Linked DNA regions of Sus scrofa: all the other regions are linked to region 1. The links are chromatin contacts, called in public HiChIP or PLAC-seq maps. All regions are on one chromosome and are shown on one strand. Each heading gives the region's core, a stretch centred on a gene start, on an enhancer-like site or on the middle of the called end of the contact. The rest is flanking DNA. Distances are from core to core; before and after follow the strand shown. Region 1 has its middle 87 kb from the start of CREB1. Region 2 overlaps KLF7 (Kruppel like factor 7). Region 3 has its middle 73 kb from the start of KLF7.

Region 1 (4,771 bases), core at 1,247-3,746:
GGATAAGCATCTACTGAGCTTTGGAAGATACTCCCAAAGAGTTTAGCCAAGTGGTTGTAATGCACACTTCTCCATCAACAAAAGGGTGTTCAAGTGGTTCCACATCTTCACCAGCACTTAAAATTATCCATTTTTTTTTCACTTTAATTTTTGGGGGGTGGGTAGAGGTATCACATTGTGCTTTTAATTTACTTATTCCCGACAATTGATAAAGACAGTTTATTAGTTTGCTACAGCTATTGTAACAAATTACCATACATGTAGTGGCTTAAAACAATATAAACTCATTCACTTACAATTCTGGAGGCCAGAAGTCTGAGATCAAGGTGTTAGAAGGGCTGTACTTCCTCTGAAAGTTCCAGGGGAAAATCCATCCCTTGATTCTTCCAGCTTCTGGTGGCACTCTTTGCATTTCCAACCTTTGCCTCTCTCTGTGTCTATGTCAAAACTCCCTCTGCCTCTCTTTTATAAGGACACATGTAATTGCAAATAGGGCTTAACCAGATATCTTTTGCCATATAAGGTGATAGTCACAAGTTCTGGGAATTAGGAGGTAAATATATCTTTGGAGACCATTTTTCAGCCTATAGAAATACCCTGTGGTTTAATGTGTTTGTCCTGTTTTTTGAAATGCTTAATCAAGTCTTTTGCTCACTTTTCTATTGGGCGATATGCCTTTTTCCTATTGATTTATTAGGTCTTTTTTATTATCCTGAATACAAATTCTTTGTGAGAAATTTTGCAAATTCTTCTCTCACTCTGTGTCTTGCCTTTCCACTCTTCTAATAGTGCCTAGTTCTAAATTTAGTGTAGTCTAATTTATCTCACTTTTTAATAGATTAATAAATAGGTTCAGAGAAGCCCCATGACATTTTCAGGATGTGTATCTAATTAGAGGGAAGCACTTCAGCTCAAAGTGTCCACATTACCAAAGTTTATTAATGGATCAATGGGGGGTTTCAGAGCTATAAAACCACAGGGTATTTCTAAATGTTTCACCTGGCATTTAGAGTTTATTTTAAGAATACATTTTTGAATTAAAGTCTTTAAAATTGGTTTTACAAAAATTTAGTTGGCATCTTTGCAGAAATTAACAAGCTGATCCTAAAATTCATATGGAAATTCAAGAGATCCAGAGTAGGCAAAGCAATCTTAATAGAGAAAAATGAGTAGGAGGACTCATACTTCCCTGTTTCAAAACTTACTACAAAGCTACAGTAAATAAGACAGTGTTGTATTGGCAGAAGGATAGATCAATGGACTACAAACCAGTGTAATAAATCTTAGAGTCCAAAAATGAACCCACACATCTTGGTCAACTGATTTTCAATAACGGTGCCAAAACCACTAATGGAGAAAAAAATACTTTTTTTCAAAATAGTACTAGTACAAATAGATAAGCATACAAAAGAATAAAGTGAGATCTCTACCTCACACCATATGCAAAAATTAACTAAAAGTGGATCAAAAGTCTAAACGTAAGATATAAAACTACAAAACTCTTAGAAGGACACGCAAGCATAAATCTTCATGATCTTGAATTACGTGATGGTTTCTTAGCTACAATGCTAAAAACACAAGCAAACAATGAAAAAATAAATTGGACTTCAAAGTTTTTAAAATTTGGGCTGCAAAGGACATCATCAAGAAAGTGAAAAGACAGCTGACAGAATGGGAGAAAATATTTGCAAACTGAATAGTTGCTAAGAGATTTGCATCTAGAATATATAAATAACACATATGATTCAATAATTAAAAGACAATTAGAATGGACAAAAGATTTGAATAGACATTTCTCCAAAGAAAATATACAAGTAGCCAATAAACACATGAAAAGTTACTCAAATCTGAGGAAAGTACAAATCAAAACAATGAGATGCCATGTCATAACCACTAAGATGGTTAGAGCCAAAAAGATAGTAGCAAGTGTTGACAAGGATGTAGAGAAATTGGAACCCTCATACACTGCTGATGGGAATATAAAATTATGCAGCCATTATATCTTTTCCAGTAATACCACTTTGAAAAATAGCCTAACAGTTAATTAAAAGGTTAAACATGAAGTTACCATATGACACAGCAATTTCACTCCTCAGTATATACTCAAGAGAAATGAAAACAAACTTTTGTTGACACAAAGCTTGCACATAAATGTTCATAGCAACATTACTCATAATAGCCAAGAAGTGGAAACAACCCAAATGTCTCTTAGCTGATTAATGGATAAATAAATGTGGTATATTCATATCATGAAATATTATTCCTCCGTAAAAGGAATGAAGTATCAGCACATGCTACAACTAAGATGAAGCTTGAAAATACTATGTTAAGTGAAAGAAAATGGTCACAAAATTTATGATTTCATGTGTATAAAATATTTAGAATAGGCAAATCCATAGAGACAAAAAATAGATTAGTGGTTGCTTAAGGATAGGGAGACTGTGGGGACGAATGGGAAACAGCTGTTGCTGAGTACAGGATTTCTTATGGGGTGATGAAACTTTCTAAAACTGATAGTTGCACAATTCTATAAATACACTTAAAAACAGTGAACTGGGAGTTCCCGTCGTGGCGCAGTGGTTAACAAATCCAACTAGGAACCATGAGGTTGTGGGTTCGGTCCCTGGCCTCACTCAGTGGGTTAAGGACCCAGCGTTGCTGTGAGTTGTGGTGTAGGTCACAGACACGGCTCGGATCCTGCATGGCTGTGGCTGTGGTGTAGGCTGGTGGCTACAGCTCCAATTCTCGACCTCTAGCCTGGGAACCTCCATATGCTGAGGGAGTGGCCCCAGAAAAGGCAAAAAGCCAAAAACAAAAAAAACCACTGAACTGCTGCACTTTAAATAAGGGAAGATGGCAAACACAATCTTATTTGTTTTATAATAAAGGATCTCTAAGTCAAATTTTATTCATTTGAAATTATAATAAATTTGGCAGGACAAAAAGTTTTATAATGTAAATGAATAAACAATATTTTGTGAAAAATGTTTAAGAAAATTCATTGCACTTTTTAAAAACGCAACTTTTGTCTACCTGTATAGCTTTACTTACCAGGTTGCAATGTAACTGCCTATCTGAATGTCTTTTTTTTTTTTTTTTTGGTCTTTTTGTCTTTTTAGGGCCGCACCCGAGGCATATGGAAGTTCCCAGGTTAGGGGTCGAATCGGAGCTGTAGCCACCAGCTTATGCCAGAGCCACAGCAACGCTGGATCTGAGCCGCGTCTGCAACCTACACCACAGCTCACAGCACCGCTGGATCCTTAACCCACTGAGCAAGGCCAGGAATCAAACCTGCAACCTCATGGTTCCTAGTCGGATTCATTTTGGCTGCACCTCAATGGGAACTCCTATATGTCTCTTATCCTAGACAAAAGTCCTGTCCATAATAAAGTCAGTTTCCTTATTTTTACATTTCCACTGCCTGGTGCAGTGCCTGGCAGATAGTATACCTTCATTCAATAAATATTTACCGAAGGCTCTTACTTCAAAGTACCATACTCTGAAGACTTCTGATTCCAGCTACCTAAAAGGTATGCATATCAAAAAAAATTCCTTTTGATTTTTTTTATAAAAACAACTTTATTTGGAAAATTTTGTTTTCTTTTAGTTATATATTTCTGTAAGTTATTAAACTTCACATCCACATTTCTTTACAAAGTATGGTATAATTTAGATTTTTCACTAATTCTGTCCTTTCCAAAAATTAATCTGAACTAGTGAAGCTAGTGTAATAAACCAATATTTCTGTTTTCAATTTTGGTGGGGTTTTTTTTTTTTTCTTTTTTCTTGTCTTTTTGTCTTTTTAGGGCCACACCCTTGGCACTGGAGGTTCCCAGACTACGAGTCAAATCGGAGCTACTGGCCTACGCCACAGAGACACCAGATCTGAGCTTCATCTGTGATCTACACCACAGCTCACGGCAACACCGGATCCTTAACCCACTGAGTGAGGCCAGGGATCGAACTCGCAACCTCATGTCGGTTTCATTTCTGCTGAGCCATGATGGGAACTCCTCAGTTTTGGTTTTAAATATGTATATCCTTAGATCCAAACTTCTCATCCCTCATATATTGACCCCTGGATTAGTCATCATGATCCATGAAAGTTTATGAGTTGGAAGAAAATGTAGATAAACTACTGGTTATATTCGTCTTAGAATCAATGTTAGCACTTACTTGGGAAGGGGAGTATACAGATGTTTGTTAGAATCATCTTTTGTATTCCCTGCACAAACATTAGGGTGCTATCTTGAAGGCTGTTGAGTGAGAAGCTGTTCTGAACATGGCAGGAAGATCTGGCAGTGGGCAGCCAAGTCATGCACAGGTTTTAACTGCATGTCATAAGAAACTGGTAGTGTTTTTCATCTGTGGATCAGTGTTTTGTTTTGTTTTATTCTATGGTCAGTTGGTTTTTATATCTGTTAAATACTCAGAAATCACCTTTCAATTCATTCTTAAATACATGCTCTTTAAAAGTACAGACATACTCATAAATGATGAGTTTTCTATATCAAGCTAGAATCCAATTCTTCTACAGCTTTATTTCTATTTCTGTTTTCTTAAACTTCTCTGATAATAGTTCCTAAATTGTTTAGAGTATTGCGAGAAAAAACATAAAGATAGATGATCAGATAGAAATTTTTATAATACCCAGGGCAACAACAAGCAAAGAGAGAGAGAAGAAAGTCCTTCCCAATGGTAATTAGTTTTATTCCACACATGAGATTGTATTATCCTTGTCTTGGCAGGCAAAGGTTAGCCTTCTTCATAA
Region 2 (4,771 bases), core at 868-3,367, 260 kb before region 1:
ACAGACTTCCCCATGCATGGGTCTGCCCACAAGCCAGCAGGGGAGGGAACGGGGTAAATACTGGGAAGCTGGAATGAGATGGCAATTGGTCTAAATCCAGCTTTATCAATTTTAAAGCTGACACAACCTTTATCTCTCTGGTTCCTGTATCTATTTTCTCAAATAGATTAGGGAGTGAGGAAGTGGGATTAATTTATTGGCCCCACTAAAAGAACAGCAATCGTGGTATAATTATAGACAACTGTCAACAGTGCAAAGTATCGATCCTCTCAAGAAACCTGGTATATTTTAAATTTATTTGAACATAAAACCAAAAAAAACCGTGTGTGTGTGTGTGTGTGTATAAAACAATAAAAATATAAGTGGCCCATCACTCCATCACCAGGACTTCTCTTAAAAAATTAAAAGCAATGAACATACGTGAAGGTCAAAAACATTTAAACAGAGCAGAAAAGGTATAAAAAGTAAAATCTCCCTTTTCTATCTCCAGCACCCTCTCCTCCTCCCTAAAACTGTCAATAAGTATGTATGTATATCTTTTTATTTGAAATGTTATGCAAATCAGCACATATCATAGAGAGTTTTATTTCTTCCTTTTTCTCATTTACACAGAAGGTAATTGGCTTTTCACTGCAATAGCTGTAAGGCCCCAGGTGCAAAGAGGCTGGGGAGGGGATGGTCTGACTCTTTCTCAAGCCCCCCTCCAGCCCTGCCCATAGTTCCCTTTGCCCTGTAAGGCCTTCGCCCTTTCTTTCCAAGGTGTTCCCTCTGATCACAACCACCCCACTGCTCCACAGTAAGGGCCTCGTAACAGCTAAGACATCTGACAGCGATATAAGATGTCACCACTGGGGGAAACATGGGACTCTGTGTATTATTTTTGCCACTTACTATGAGTCTATAACTATTTCGAAATAAAAAGTGTTTTTAAAATGAAACAAGTCAGTGCTTGGTGGGGAAAGCCACAGTGAAGGAACCTGAAAGTGAGAGGACAAGGAGTGACAGGTGATGACGAAGCTCTCTGACAATGTCAGAGCCAATACCAGGTCCGGGCCTCTGCTGCTTCCACGGTGCTCGCTGACCCTGGCTGTAGCATCGGTTGGTTCCTGAAATGTCTCAGGATGGGTTTGATTTTCTTTAAAGAACAAAACAATGTTTTCCCATGAAGCTATTTGTTGTGAACTTAAAAATGTTACCACTAGATCCAAAGCAAATTATGGTTGTTTTTCTTTTAATAGCTGAGTGAGTTTCCATCCTTTTTTAAAAAAACCAAAACTAAACCTTAAAAGTCTATAAATACTTAATTTTGCAGAGAAAGGTATGGCCCTCCAGATGGGGAGTCCATCCAATTCATGATCTCAAGCATTTTATGGCCACACTTCCCTGCAAATCACATGGATGGCAAAAATCCAGCTGCATACTCGAGTGTTTTGTCACATTCCTGACCCCAGAATCAAATTTCTCATGTGGGAGGTTGAGCCAAAGGTATGTCCTGACGAATCCCTACAGAAGCAGATTCCTGTCCCTCTCCATCTCCATTTCCCCTTGAACGTCTGGAGCCAGGGCAAATTGGAAGCCGTGAGCTTCAGGGACCACATCCAACTCCACCAAGGGTGAGGGGAGGGCCAGGCCTGCCATCTGACCCACACAGGCGGAGCAAGAGAGGCCCATGCCAGGAGTGGCTCCCAAGGGCCACCCTAGCTTCAAACCTTCCCTTGGAAGGGATGTATAGAAACAGAGCTACTCAACCCCAAAAAGAGATGTGCTGAAACCTTGGCGGTCCTCTCACCAGGAGAGATCCAGAGGTGCCTTCATTTCTACCAGGGCTGCAGATGAGGCAGTAGGAGAGTGGGCCTTTGGACACTGTGGGCTCCCAAATTCTTATTGCTTTGGTACCCATCTTAAGCAGCATGGCAATCTGAGCATCCTTAGCTGAAGAGTTCATGGGGCTTGACCAACGCAGGCAGCATGGTGCTCATGTCAGAGAGACATGGACAGATATCGCCTGCCAGAGTTGCCTCAGGCCAGGATAAAGGCCCATGTCCCAGAGAGCACACATGCTGCCCAGTCACTCCAATTCCTGTGTAGCACAAGCTGGGTTTCCCTGGAAGTCAGCTGAGCAGTCCTGGTAAGTCTCGGACTTCCTATCCAGGCAAGTCCCCAGCTTCTTATCATCTAACAACATGTGACAGACATTGTTAATCAGTCATTTTAACCACACAAACTTCCACTTTCAGAAGCAAGCTGTCCCCAGGCTTCTCCCTTCCACATAAAACCCAAACTTCCTTCATCTCTGGGAACCAACACACACACAAATGTACACTAATTGTTTCATAAGTATGGTAAAATACTTCAATTTTTTAAAATGTGTCTTAAAAATTTAAGCCAAGTATATTACCTTAATTCAGAAGTTCTGACACACTATAAACTATAGGTAGACGGTATGTTTACCTTTTCAAAATTTATTTAAAAGGTAACACACACCCAAAGAAATGAGAGAGTTTTATGTCCACACTTTTAGACAACCAGTACAAAAAATTTTCAAAGTTCCATAAATAAGAAAGACACAAGTAAGAGCCCCACTTGAACAAGTAAGAAGCCACTATACTCCAGCTCGGAAAACTGAACAGAAATCATAAGGAGGAAAAAGTCAACCAGGAGTGCTAGTCTAAGGTTTGAAACAAAAGCCTTCACTACCACAGAATAGAAAACAATAACATTATATGGCATGTGACAGTTTACAAAGCACTTTCACAGCCATATATCATTTGATTATAACAATCCTATTATTATAAACCTCACAGTGCAGATGGGAAAAATGCAGCTTAGCAATTTGCCCCCGGTTTATACTTACAAAGTCAGGACTAAATTCCAGTTTTCTGACTCCAAGTCCCTTGATCTTTCTACCACACCAGCATCCCTCAAACTTCAGTTCATTCCACCTTCATGCATTTTCACCAATCAGCATTCCATCTGTATAATCATTTCCCTATTATTTTCATTTTTAATTGCCTCACTAAGGCACTATGTATTAAGGGTGCATATATTTTAAAATATACTTCCTGTAAATGTTCATCACTAAAAGATAATCATAAAACTAAAAACAATAAAACCAAAATGATACTATTAACTTTTAGCTGGATGTTTGCCAATCTAAAGCTGTGGGTCTGAGATCTGCTCTTTCTGTATAAGAAAGAGAGAGAGAGAGACAGAGAGGGAGAGAGGAAGGAAAGAAGAAAGGAAGAAAGGAGGGAGGGAGGGAAGAAGGGAAGAATAAGGAAGGGCGGATGGGGGAGGGAGGGAAGGAGGTGGGAGGAGGGATGGACCATGAGACAGAGGAGGAGGAGGAGGAGAAGGAAAGATCGCAAAGCCTTAAAGACACACTACCACAAAGCTGAGTTTTTCTCCAAGAGTTAGAAGGATTGAAAGAAAACTGAAAAGGGAATAATACTCCCTCCTGCAGTGATTCTGTTGTTATTTAACGCTGTGCTCCAGAAGCCCAAGGGGTACAGCCCACCCTTTGAAAAGCACTGCCTTGAGCCAAGCTGCACTGTGCCTTGGGTTAACATGTGAATGCATTTAAAATATTGAAAAGGGGCTCACAATCCTTGAAGGTCCAATACTGGCTTGGACTTAAATAATGATCTCTAAAGCTCAGGCAGGTTATCCGCAAATTGAGGAGGACAAGGGATTGCAGTGAGATGTCTAGTGGTCCTCAAATTTCTACTACTGTAAAATCCTAGTCTCTAATAGGGAGCGTTAAAAAAGAGATCATACATGCAAAAACAGGAGGAAAAAGTAGGCAGGCACATCTTGGGTAGGAAGACAAATGGTTGGCATTCTGCTTCTCTTTCACAGAAAAAATGTGCAAGGACATTTAAAGTCCACATAATGTCTGTCCGTCTTTCTTTTTTCTTCTTTTTCTTTATTTTCTATCTTTCTTTTCTCCTTTCTAGAGATATTTTTCAGAAATATTTTAATAGCTAATTCACACAGTGAGATAAACAGCTATTAACTTAAAAATTAATAAATATATGTTAACGAGAGAATGACTTAGCACTCAGAAGTTTTTTAAAAAGGAAAAAAAGAAAGAAAAAGTAATTGGAGATTGGAGAAAAAAGGAGGAACCCCCAGCATCAAGCAATTCAAAAGATTGGCTAGCTTTTATAACGGGAAAAGAATGACCCTGAAAATCACCATCTGGTCAACCTAAATGATATCCTTAGTAATATCAGGGAGCCAAGACAAAAGAATACATTTTTTTAAACACCCCTAATGTAGAATAGCATCCTGAAAGCATTAGAAAATGAAGGCCAAGTGCTTGCTGGCAGTACTGGAGTGCCAAGGGTAGGAAGAAAGCAAATTACTTGATTCTCAAGACAGTACTTTATTATAATGCCCTGGAGTTCTTCACACAAAAAGCATCACTTCCTCAGTGAAACAAGTCATATAAAGTCCACTGCCACGAAAAATAAGCAGTTAAAGCACTTAATGGGATTCTGTACCACATGCTTCTATGTCAAGACTAAGAAACCTCAGAAATGGTTACATGTTTTTCTTCCACAGAAAGGAGTTTTTCCCACCACTGACCAGTTGGGTCTCAGAGTGACAAAAGAAACCGTGACAATGGCAGGCATTTGTTAATGAGGGCTGTCTGACCAAAAGGACTTTTTGTTTGGTATTGTCCCATTTTACTCCCACTTCCACCAAGAAGAGGCTGCAAGCTTAGGAAACTTAGAGTCAGTTTCCAAATTGGAAAATGTTGCAAATA
Region 3 (4,771 bases), core at 1,124-3,623, 170 kb before region 1:
GGAGGTCACTCTCAAAGTCAGTGTCTAGACAACTTGCTTTCCCCTTCCCAATCCCAGCACTGGTGCCCAGGGCCCCTTATATCAATACCGCTGGTACCCAATGCTGGCTTGTATACGTGCAACATCATCTTTAGTTTACCTGTCCCAGATGTAGGGGCAGAAGCTACACCTCCTTCCTGAAACTGCTTTCTTATTCCAGGCCAAGAATTCTCCCTCTGAATTCTCTGTTCAGGGCTGTTGAGCTATTGGGTACTTGCTAATCGTGTCATGTTTATAATTTCTATACCTCAACTGGTGTATGAGCAATTTGAAGATAGCACCAGGCCCAACAGTCCACGAGGCCAAGGAAAGTGATGGGCACACAGCAAGTTCTAATTAAGTGACTGAATGAATAATTGGTTGGTTGTTTAGAGCTAGAAACAGAGAATGACCTTCAACTTAGAATTCACAAGATGCCCAAGTCACACCTCATCCCCTGAAGCGCAAAGAGTTGCCACTACCACTTGTTTCCCTGAGCAGCCACATTGTCACACACAACAGGTGTTGTGAGAAGAGAGCCCGAGGGTGATACCAAGGAGGTGTGAGAGGCCCCAGTGGACAAGAGAAAAAGACAAGCAGAATATAAAGCAACTCTCTTTGTGGGGAGGAGAATGAAACGAGAAAACTAAGAAACTATCATCTTTACTTCAAGAAGAGAATGCCCAGATTGCCATATACCTACATTTATTAGGGGGTGGGGCAGAGTCTACTGTGTAGGTAGCTGAAATTCAAAAGAGCCCAATTTCCATAGAAAATTCCCAATTTCCAATCCAGTTAGAATGTTGTTGAGATGTTAATCCCAACCCTACAAAGGAATTCTAGTCATTGGGTATCTTTATGTTTATAAAAGCATCTTTATGTTTATAAAGGCACTGGCTAACACCTGTCTGGGCATGAGATGCCTCCCTGTCCCATAAGCCAGCCTGGCCCTTTGGCAGAACGAGCACAATCTGGCCTGTGCAGGTGACTTGTAAATAATTGCAGGTGTTTAGGACAATCATTTTCCAATACTATTTGCTTGATCTCAACATGCTTGGATTTTGATCCTACCTAGGCACCACTTCCAGAACACTGGATCTAAAACGCTTTTTAGACCATCCTCTCCAGATTCCTGATTGGCAAGGTCTCACTGGTACTGGATCCTCAGCCTGCCCCTCCTCTGGCTTTCCTGGCCCTGCGTTGCCTCCTTGGGCAACAAAACCCTTGCCTCATGGACGTACCATGTAGCTGGTGTCCTGACTGAGCCAACCCTAGTGGCCCTGTGAGTGCAGTGACTCAGATCCTTGGGGCCATTTACAAGCTACCAACAGAAACGGCAGCACTTATCCAAGCCTCAGTTGGATTGTAACGAGGTCTAAAGGTGGCTGGCAGATGAAGCTACCCATGCCTCTGCTGTTATCTACTTCAACTGATTTACCCGAGGGAATGCACAACTTCTGGGCACCATTGGAGTTAAAACATATGGACACATATGGGAAGGAAGGGAAAAGAGGGAAAGCAACCTGAGTCAGTTTGCATGGAGAGAAGGCAGGGAACCTTAGGAAAGAGCCTGGAGTGTGAACCAGACTCAGCAACAGCCCTTGAAAAGCCGAAGGAAGTCATGGTTCTGGCTGAAGCTCGTGGAAGACATTAGAAGGCTCCCATTTCAGCTCAGGAATATATTTGGATGAAAGGGAGAGGGGATGGAGGGAAACTTTGCAAACTTTCATGGAGTTGGTGGCAATTACTAAAGGTAATGAGACCATATTCTTGCTCACCTTCTAGTAAAGCTTGGGGACCCATTGGTTACAACAGAGTACTATATACTCTACTTCCTTTTTAAGGGTGTCAGGAGATATCTGATCTGCCAGAGCCTGTCCTGCTACCCTGTCTCTGACCTAGAGATCAGAAGCCAGTAAGTTGGCACCATCCAGCATCTGAGCCTCTGTGGCTACAGAGACGTGTCCTCTCCCTATACAGAGAAACAGGAAGCAGTCTGTAACCACTGGGTCCACACAGACCCTTCATCCCATCATGAAAGCCACCTCTGCCATCCAAAGCCTTCCCTTGCTCCAGCAAGGATGACAGGAAGCCTTTACTCTGCATGTGCATCCAGCGTGAGCCTCAGCATCTGCATTCAAATGCTGTCTTTATTGGACTCTGCCCACCTCCAGCCAGAGAGGATGACAAGCAAAGCCTACCACAGAGATCTTTTCATGTTTTTAATCATCCCAGGCATGCCTCTGGTTTCCTCCCCGACCCTCCAAGCTTGCAATCTGTTTCCTTCTGTGGTGAGGCTGGGCAAGTCCCCTGCCTGGGTTGGAGAGCTGTGAGTCATGAGTCCTGCCGCTTCACCCACAAGTTCCAAACAGCCTAGCAAGATCCAACTCTGACCCCACAGAGTTCTCCATCCACGACGGGTGCCTTCAGGAATGTGTCTGCGGGAAGCAAGAGAACTTTCAAATACGGTGCAACAGAGTCATTGATGTTTTCTCCCTCCTATGCTGGATTGCAAGACACCCCCAAAGGCTAGTCGGCTCCACAATTAGGTAGGCACAGAGAGAGACCTGAGTCCAACTCTGAGCCATTTCAATCCATTTTAGAGCTGACTTGCTCAGAGAATGGAAAGGAACAAGGCTCTCAGTGGAGATATCATGTAGCTATGGCCTACAAGCATTTTTTTAATAGGTAAAATTTAGAAAGAATTTGAATATTTTATGCCGGGGAGATAGATTGTCAAGAGAAATGGTTGGGGAAAGGAAACATTCAGTTCAAGTGATTCCAAAGGACATTTAACTGATCTAAATATTTGTCAAGCTGACTCACTACATCCACCCTCACCTGCCTGAAATCAATATGTTCAAGTCAAACACAGTCGTTTGCCTCCGAGTGTAGAGAAAGAACTTAAACCTGAACTGGCAGCCAGGAAGGGGAGAGAAGAGTCGGACTGGGAGCCAGGCTAGAGAAGCTTTTTCCTCTAAGGGAGAGACCTAAAACAAGTTGTTGATCCCCCTAGAGTTAGCTTTCAAAGTCTGTAATCCCACAGCAAGCTTCGGCTCATCTAGATGCCATGAATAAACGGTTAAATACTGAGGAGAGCATTTTTTTTTGGAAAAGTGTATGAACATATCTGTTAGAACAAATGCTTTCTCTTCTTGCTCTAGCTTTGAATTTCTCAGGACGAAGACGTACTACTTTGCACAGAAAGCATGGACAAGGCCAGGCATGCTGTTTACCCACTTTTTAAGGAGTTCCCTTAAGATACCTATGTCAAGGCCTTTTCATTCTGAGTCATTTGACTTCTATTCCAAAAACGAAATGGGAGAGGAAAAAAAAAAAAAAAAAAGAGCCCTTTGATTTAACACTGTTTTTCACCAGATGCCTGTAACTTGGGAGCCGTCTGGCACTGGAAATACCCCTGATGCTGCCACATTCTGAGATGGGTTCGCAGAGGCATAGCACCTCCTTAGGCCCTGCCCTGAATGCAAAATGGAACTAGGTGCTGGCCCCCTGAGAGTGAAGAAGAATCAAGGAGGACTGGGGGTCCTGAGGCTCCGACTGGTCACAGATGTGTCTGCACAGCTGTGTGGACAGCAGGGTACCCAGAGGCCAATTCCTGTCACTCCTGACTCACTGCTACTGTGACCAAGGACATGCTGGATCTTGCGACCAGCCCTATACTCAAGGACAGATGGAAAGGCACTTTGGGGCCTCACTCAGGTTCTTATTCTCTCCTCTACGAAAGGCAGTATAGCCATGAGAAGTGACCACTTCTGCTGTCATCGTTAATGTGGTAGAGAATTGCAAAAATCCCTTCTCATTCCCCCCACCCCCCTGCCCCTGTCCTTTCCCTCTCCTTGTAGCCACACCTTTGCAACATGACTTTGCATTTCCTCCCATAAGTAAGTGGAGTTAATTTCCCCACCCTTTAATCTGGGCTGGCTTTATGACTCACTTGGACCAAGTGATGGTGTGCCAGCTCTAAGCCTCAGCCTCGAGAAGTGCTGAGCCCTTCTGCTCTCTCTCTCTTGAACTCCATGATTCCATGAAGAACCTGGGATTGTTGAACAAAAGACACGCACAGCCCAGTCCACTGTCACCCTGCTGATAGCCACACAAATGCCAGACTTCAGAGAAAGGGAGCCCTTCCTAGACCAAGCAGCCCTCAGCCCACCTACCAGCTGAGACAGGAGTGAGCCAAACCAACATCAACCAAATTTGGCCCAAGTCAGCACAATCACCCAGCTGACCTGTAGACTTGTGAGTGACAGTAAATGCTTGTTGTTTTCAGTCACCAAGTTTTGAGGTGACTGGTCTTACAGCAATAGTCAACTGATGTCCTCATTCATTTGAGGGAGAGGGAGCGCACATGATAGGGTGGAGTAACACGACCCTTCAGGCATTAACATATTCATTCCACAGAGAGTGGATGAACTACTATAGAACTCAGGTATCATTCCAAGCTCTGGGGATCCAATGACCCTGCTTTCTTAAGAGTTTGCATTTCAGTGGGTGAAGATCAACTACAAATAAATAAGTGAGTAAGTAAATACAAATATTGGCTAGTACACAATATACAGACCATTTGAAAGGGTATACACTAAAGAGTAACTGTGTGGTTACCTCAGGTTTATGGCCAGGGAAGTCTCATTGAAGAAACATTTAGACTGAGAGCTGAGGTACAATGTAGAGTGAGCCATGTGAATATGAGGAGAAGAGCACTCTGAGCAGATGGAAGCGCAAGTGCACCCTG

What was found. HiChIP or PLAC-seq counts read pairs in DNA pulled down with a chosen protein or histone mark.
Region 2: an H3K27ac HiChIP or PLAC-seq map of alveolar macrophages shows a contact between it and region 1. The contact joins two enhancer-like sites. A contact is called at or near these places in 3 of 47 Hi-C or Micro-C datasets (embryonic fibroblasts, epiblast stem cells and liver) and 1 of 2 datasets of contacts at active chromatin or transcription factors (alveolar macrophages).
Region 3: a contact with region 1 is called in an H3K27ac HiChIP or PLAC-seq map of alveolar macrophages. The contact joins two enhancer-like sites. A contact is called at or near these places in 1 of 47 Hi-C or Micro-C datasets (skeletal muscle) and 1 of 2 datasets of contacts at active chromatin or transcription factors (alveolar macrophages).

What each region holds. Positions count from the first base shown.
Region 1 is chr15:110,616,450-110,621,220 of Sscrofa11.1, forward strand. No RefSeq gene overlaps it. Among named protein-coding and RNA genes, the nearest start is that of CREB1, 87 kb to the right of the region's middle. Within about 2 kb of position 2,497, at least 2 of the 83 cell types and tissues checked have an H3K27ac peak or open chromatin away from gene starts, as enhancers often do. A contact at or near this core is called in alveolar macrophages, where this site is marked.
Region 2 is chr15:110,361,429-110,366,199 of Sscrofa11.1, forward strand. The region is part of intron 1 of KLF7 (Kruppel like factor 7); the gene reads right to left. Among named protein-coding and RNA genes, the nearest start is that of KLF7, 15 kb to the right of the region's middle. Within about 2 kb of position 2,118, at least 25 of the 83 cell types and tissues checked have an H3K27ac peak or open chromatin away from gene starts, as enhancers often do. A contact at or near this core is called in alveolar macrophages, where this site is marked.
Region 3 is chr15:110,449,873-110,454,643 of Sscrofa11.1, forward strand. No RefSeq gene overlaps it. Among named protein-coding and RNA genes, the nearest start is that of KLF7, 73 kb to the left of the region's middle. Within about 2 kb of position 2,374, at least 18 of the 83 cell types and tissues checked have an H3K27ac peak or open chromatin away from gene starts, as enhancers often do. A contact at or near this core is called in alveolar macrophages, where this site is marked.